Linked DNA regions of Gossypium hirsutum: region 2 is linked to region 1. A link is a contact called in public Hi-C data. All regions are on one chromosome and are shown on one strand. Each heading gives the region's core, a stretch centred on a gene start, on an enhancer-like site or on the middle of the called end of the contact. The rest is flanking DNA. Distances are from core to core; before and after follow the strand shown. Region 1 holds the start of LOC107947081 (putative glucose-6-phosphate 1-epimerase). Region 2 holds the start of LOC107947091 (DNA primase small subunit).

Evidence for each region. A called contact is a pair of places that touch in the nucleus more often than the background predicts.
Region 2: a contact with region 1 is called in a Hi-C map of leaf, with 2.1 times the contacts expected there. The contact joins the promoter of LOC107947091 here to the promoter of LOC107947081 in region 1. A contact is called at or near these places in 2 of 34 Hi-C or Micro-C datasets (both in leaf).

Annotation. Positions count from the first base shown.
Region 1 is chrD12:59,239,207-59,242,145 of Gossypium_hirsutum_v2.1, forward strand. It overlaps LOC107947081 (putative glucose-6-phosphate 1-epimerase), which reads left to right and starts at 1,416. Exons shown (of 8, transcript XM_041107476.1): 1 at 1,416-2,491; 2 at 2,660-2,734; 3 at 2,821-2,877. The coding sequence starts at 2,399.
Region 2 is chrD12:59,383,021-59,385,959 of Gossypium_hirsutum_v2.1, forward strand. It overlaps LOC107947091 (DNA primase small subunit), which reads left to right and starts at 1,430. Exons shown (of 15, transcript XM_016881648.2): 1 at 1,430-1,627; 2 at 1,739-1,789; 3 at 1,906-2,081; 4 at 2,232-2,309; 5 at 2,421-2,532; 6 at 2,744-2,828; 7 at 2,923-2,939. The coding sequence starts at 1,516. LOC107947093 (abscisic acid receptor PYL8) reads right to left here and starts at 1,244. Exons shown (of 3, transcript XM_016881650.2): 1 at 790-1,244; 2 at 1-66. The coding sequence starts at 936.

The DNA of each region.
Region 1 (2,939 bases), core at 166-2,665:
GTATTGGCAATTAGGATTTGGGACCAAACTCTAGTCGAAAAATTCTCGAAAAGGTGTAATAATTGTAGTAGGCACCCCTACCTAAATAAGGTACATACATGCATAAGTTTAACAAGACATACATACAAGAGTTTGAGAAGCAAAAAACTTGTGCTCCAAATTTCAATGTCCAACGTTTATTACAAATCATAGGAAGCAAGAAGCTCTTCACCAATGAAAAACCCACACATCCATACACCAAAAAGATTGGTTTCCATCAATGTATTTCATGCCAAAACATGGTTTAGGCAATTTCCATGGATAGACAAAGCTTTTTCCATCTTTTTTTATTTTTAGAGGATAAGTCAAAAGTAGAGAAAAACCAACGCGCTCCACTGGTTAGACCAAGTCCATATAAAAGTATTTGATGATTTCATTAGCCACCTATTTATGATGCTTTTTTTTTTTTGTGGGGTCTAAGTTTGAGTGCCTTCGTAAAATTCCAGCCCCCCAAGCCCCCACCTGATGTGTGTGTTCTTAAATCTATGCTTTCAAGTCTTTTAATGGGGCACATGATTTTCCCCTTCGAAGGATTTGTTCTTCAAGGAAATGATTTTTCGATTGTTACTTGTTAAAAGATCAATGTCTATATAAATTTGAAAACAAAGCCCTGCCATTGGTTTATTATCTTTGTTGACATTGATTTACAAAGGCATGAGATTTCTGCCCAAAGATGGGTATTAGCCAATAAGGTGATCAACACATGCTAATGGGGGCAAAGGACTAAAATTTCAATGTAAAACATCATTGGGCTAGCACTGGCTGTTGTTCTTTTGGGCTTTTCCTCTTTCCTTAGCCATTGGTTAGTCACATGCCTTCACTATTGACGGTTGAGAGAGAGAGAGAATTATAAATTTGTCCATATATTCAAACTTACATTTGAATTATAAATTGAATGTAAAAATGTAATTTTATTATTTTGAATTTGTTTATATATAGAAAATTATAATTGAATTATATCTTCTATTAATTTTAGGAGTTAGATTTCATTTTCTCTCTACTAAAAAACGGATAAATTAGTTCCTATAGATTAGATTAAAAAGTAATTTTATTATTTTTGTTAAAAGAATCATCCATTTATATCGATAAAAACTGACATGGTTAATAGAATAATAAGATAGTGACACATGACATGTCACGTGTACTTCATACTAATATATATATTTAAATTATAGATAGAGTACTTTATTCAATACCCAAAGCAACGAGTCTATCCCACCTTTTTTAAGATTGGGTTTGGTTTTCTTTGATTCAGCATTGAAAAAACTTTCTTTACCATTAATGATGATTTTGTTGAAAGAAGTGAGCAATGGAAAAAAAGAAGAAAATACTGAGACTTCATTCATTGAGTTACATCCGTTGAATCTACTTTATTTGCAACATTAAGAATAAGAAAGAAAGAAAAACTCTTATACCTATCTTCTACTCATCTTTTTACATATAGGATTTAATTACTAATATATTTGTTGGGTCGTTAATTCAGTTAAACTCATGGTCGCAGGTTAAGACTTCATAGAGTCTACATCATATGTCTAGAAGCCACCACCACCACCATCACCGGTCCAAGCCAAAAAGTTTGTCCTTCTTGTTTGGTCTTTGGCATAAATTCTTGACTTTTAAAAGAAACCGGGTACCAAATTATAATAAGAGTCAGTCGCCTTCCCCCCAGCATGACCCCATACGAGGGAGGGAAGAGATTAATATATATATTTATTAATAATCTCTTCAACAAACCCGACCTTTCCTTTTAATGAAACGAAAAGGTCAGACTCAAATTTGCAGACAAATCTTTCTCCATTAAAATGGTAGTTTGTTCTTGACTTGACCTTCCTTCTCCCTATTTTCAAATCTTTAAAAACTGTACCTGTCTTAAAGCGTTTTTAAGGTGCCTCAACATTTAATTTTGGTTGTCTTTGAAACCGTTTTTGGTCGGTTCTTTCAAGTTTTAAGACAGTTTGATTATCTGGGAAGTAGTTTCTAGACTTGGGTATTTTTTCCTTTTCCTTTTGATTTAAAATTTCCTGTCACTGAATTTGGTCTGTTTTGGGAAATTTGGAGGGATTTCAAGTCCATCATCAAGCAGCCATCTGTCAGTGAGGTTTTTTCTTTTCTTTTCTCTTGTTGGCAGTTTTAATGGTGAAGAAAGATTAAGGTGGTTGCATTGGTAGTTGGGATTTTTTCAGGTTTGGCTTCACGAGGAAATTTTGGGAGGGGTTTTTCACAAGAAAGTGTGAAGGGGAAAGTTCTGTTTCTGATTACTCTTTAACTGCTGCATCGATTGTTATAAAGACAGGGAGAGATCTATCAGTGTTTGCATCTTTTGTTTCCTCTTCTTACATTGCCTTACTGTGTTTTCACCATGAATAATTCTGGGTTAGCTGTTGAAGTCTCAAAGGATAGAAATGGAGCTGATCAGATTCTTCTTCGGAATCCTCGCGGGGCATCTGCAAAGGTCACAGTCTTCTTCTTTTTATCTTTATTTTCTAGTCTTTTTCATAATTTTAAGGTATCAGGAATATTGAACCTTTAAAATCTAGCATATGCTTGATTCTATTTGTAATTTAATCTAACTACCGTTTTGGGTTTAAATAGTTATATTGATTGTCTGAAATTTATTCAGGTTAGCTTGCATGGAGGACAGGTTCTTTCATGGAGGACTGACCGAGGTGAAGAATTGCTGTTCACAAGCAGCAAGGTAAACATTAACATCTGATGTCTTAAGCCATAGTGTTTGTATTATGCTCTCCTTTGGTGTCTTAAGCCATGGTGTTTATATTGTAGGCAATTTTCAAGCCACCATATGCTGTTCGAGGAGGGATACCTATATGTTTCCCACAGGTATTTAGGATTCAATGTTTATTTGCATCAGTTTTGTATAAGTCCATATGCATCCGGTTGAC
Region 2 (2,939 bases), core at 180-2,679, 140 kb after region 1:
AACACACCTGCTAACAAATGGTTTGTACTTCTGCGGTTGATCAAACCTCCTAACTAATGACCAAACCTGATTGATCAAAAACCAATAATCATTCATTAAGGCACAAAACACAGCCAAGTTTGCCTTCAATCAAGCAAACTAAAAAATACCTGAAACTAATCATTTGTACCTACCCAAGGTTTAGATTGGGTATGGGATATCAAATTAAATTCATTCAATCCAAATTTATCGGTATTTGAAGATGACAATGAGATATAAGAACCCCTAAGCACTAGATATCCTTTCCACACTTAAGGAAAATGCAAGTCTAAAGAAAATCTTATGTTCCATTTACGTTCAAAGCAAGCACATACCAAGTAATAATGAAAGAAAACAGCAATTTACAGAGAAATTTCTACTAATAAAAGGTTATTAATGCTTCATATAGCTGAAGGATGTGTTTAGCTTCAATTGATAGAGAATGTTTAATATCACATAATCTAACTGAATTTTTAAGTGACACTCAAAATTCTAAAATCCAAATTTCAGTATCGACTTCCTCATATATCCAACCCACATGCAATGAAAAAAAGTTAAAGAGAAAAATCCCCAAAATAAAACGTCGCCTGAAAATTAAGCTAAGCTTCTTAAATTAGCGTCTAAAACAAAAATTCACTGAATTAAACGAAAATTGTCCCCAGATCTATGTACGGATCTAGCACCAAATAGGAACCCAATCGATTCTATTAGAAAAAGTAAATATAATTGAAATTTACAAAAAAAAAGAAAGTATTTTTAGAAAAAGCATACCAGGTGAACAGGAGCTTTGATGTGTTTAACGAGCGAAGAGCTGCACTGATTTTCTTTAACCTCGAGTTCGTGGTACCTCTTGATGAACTCTTCTGCCCTCTTGCTAAACCCGTTCCCGTTCATGGTGATATAATCATTGGTCACCATCGAAGTAACCTTAGCAAAAACCGTGGCCCGAGGAAGAGAAGAGGAAAAAGCCGGTCCAAAAGCTGACGCCGGGTGCTAGCGGGTCCGGTTATCGGAGAGTCCTAGAAAGGTCCGAAACAAAACGCCATCGCCAGGTCCTGATTGCCTCTTTCTCATCTCATCGCCTGGAATAATTAATTAAAAATAATGGGAGGAAAAAAAATGAAACGCCGTGTTTTTTTTTTCCTTTTTAATATATTTTTTGAAATAAACAAATTTTTTGGCTATTATTTGTTTATTCGTACTTTCCATGGTGATTCCTGACTAGTAGCAGGAATTTTGATTTTGCCCAGGCTGTTTTTTTTATAGGTCCAAGGATTTTTTGGACTGATGCAGTGAAATTGAGAACGACGGCGTACTTAAGCCTTCTGGTTTGTTGTTATTGGGCCCAATTTTCAGGCCCAAAGTTTCCCGCCAAAGGATCTATTTTTTTGCCCTAATCCTTTTTCTTTCCCGCCATCTTCTTCTCTTCCCTGTGAACTTTCTCTGCTATGAAATTGTGATATTGAACGAGAAATTAGGGTTCATTTTGAAGCGAAGATGACGAAAGAGCAAGCTGATAACGGAAGAGATGACATGGTGATTGATGGACCTGGGCAAGCAAATGCTGTGCCTGATGAATTTAACGCTAACTATCTCAGAATCTACTATGGTCAGAATTCTCATTTTCCTCTTATAAATTTTTCGTCCTATTGCTTGAATGATGGAAATTTTCTTTTATTCTAGCAGCTGTGATTCAAATCTGAAACTAATTTTATGGCAGGGAAGCTATTTCCTCATGCTGACATGTTCAAGTGGATGTCTTACGGAAATGGTAACTCAAATCTCTTCTTCCTTTTCGTATATATGGCCTTGCAAACACGCGCTTGTTTCTGCGCTTTCGTGTTTTTCTCCATGTATTGATGTATATCGTGATCTTGCTATCTGCAGATGGCAAGCATCCCGGTTGTGACAAATCCTACTTTGGAAGAAGGGAATTTTCTTTCACGCTAGAAAATGACATTTATATCCGATTCCAGTCTTTCAACAGTGTTACGGAACTGGAAAATTCCATCAAAGAAAAGTGTCCATTTAAGATAGATATCGGGCCTGTCTATAGCGTTGATGTAAGATTTCTTTCAATTTTATTCTTATTAAGGAGTCTTTGAATCGTCATTCAGTGAGCTATGAATTAAAGCTGCTCATATTAGTTGTTTTATTACTTATTCTTGTTAGCTGTTTTATTAGTTGTTAATGATGTATTGTCTGTAATGCAGCCTGCCAAGAGGCATGCTTATGCGCAAAGTGGCGACAATGTTTTCACTCCAGTTGAGAGAGAATTGGTTTTTGATATTGTAAGCTACTTCGTTTCTGGAAAACCAAGCATTTCACCCTACTTTTCAAACTGAATGCATGTATCGGCCATGTTATTTGACTCATTGGAGTTATGTTTATTATTTTCGCAGGATATAAGTGATTATGATGATGTTAGATATTGCTGCACGGGAGCAGATGTTTGTTTGGAATGCTGGCCTCTAATGACAATTGCGATTAAAGTGATTGATACTTCTCTCAGAGGTAAAACTGATATATGCTAGAGTTTAAAAGGTTTTAGGCCTTAGGTGGCTTTACTAAACTGGCCTAGATCAGAAAATATTCTAATTAGACTTGAGTTCTTAAGCTGTCCTATGTAAATGTTTGCATTACAACATAGGCTTTTTTGGTTTCTTGAGTGCACTGCATGCCTTTTTCTTACGCCATCAATTAACTTCAAGTTCTAATAATGTAGATGACTTTGGCTTTAATCATATTCTATGGGTATACAGTGGTCGACGTGGTGTGCACTGCTGGGTTTGTGATGGAAAAGCCAGAAGGTAATGCGGTAAACAGCTGAAATCTTCACATTTTTTCTGCCTTTACCTGTATTATTACATAAAGAAATGAATTTTGCTCTCATAAATTCCACAGGCTGACTAATGAACAAA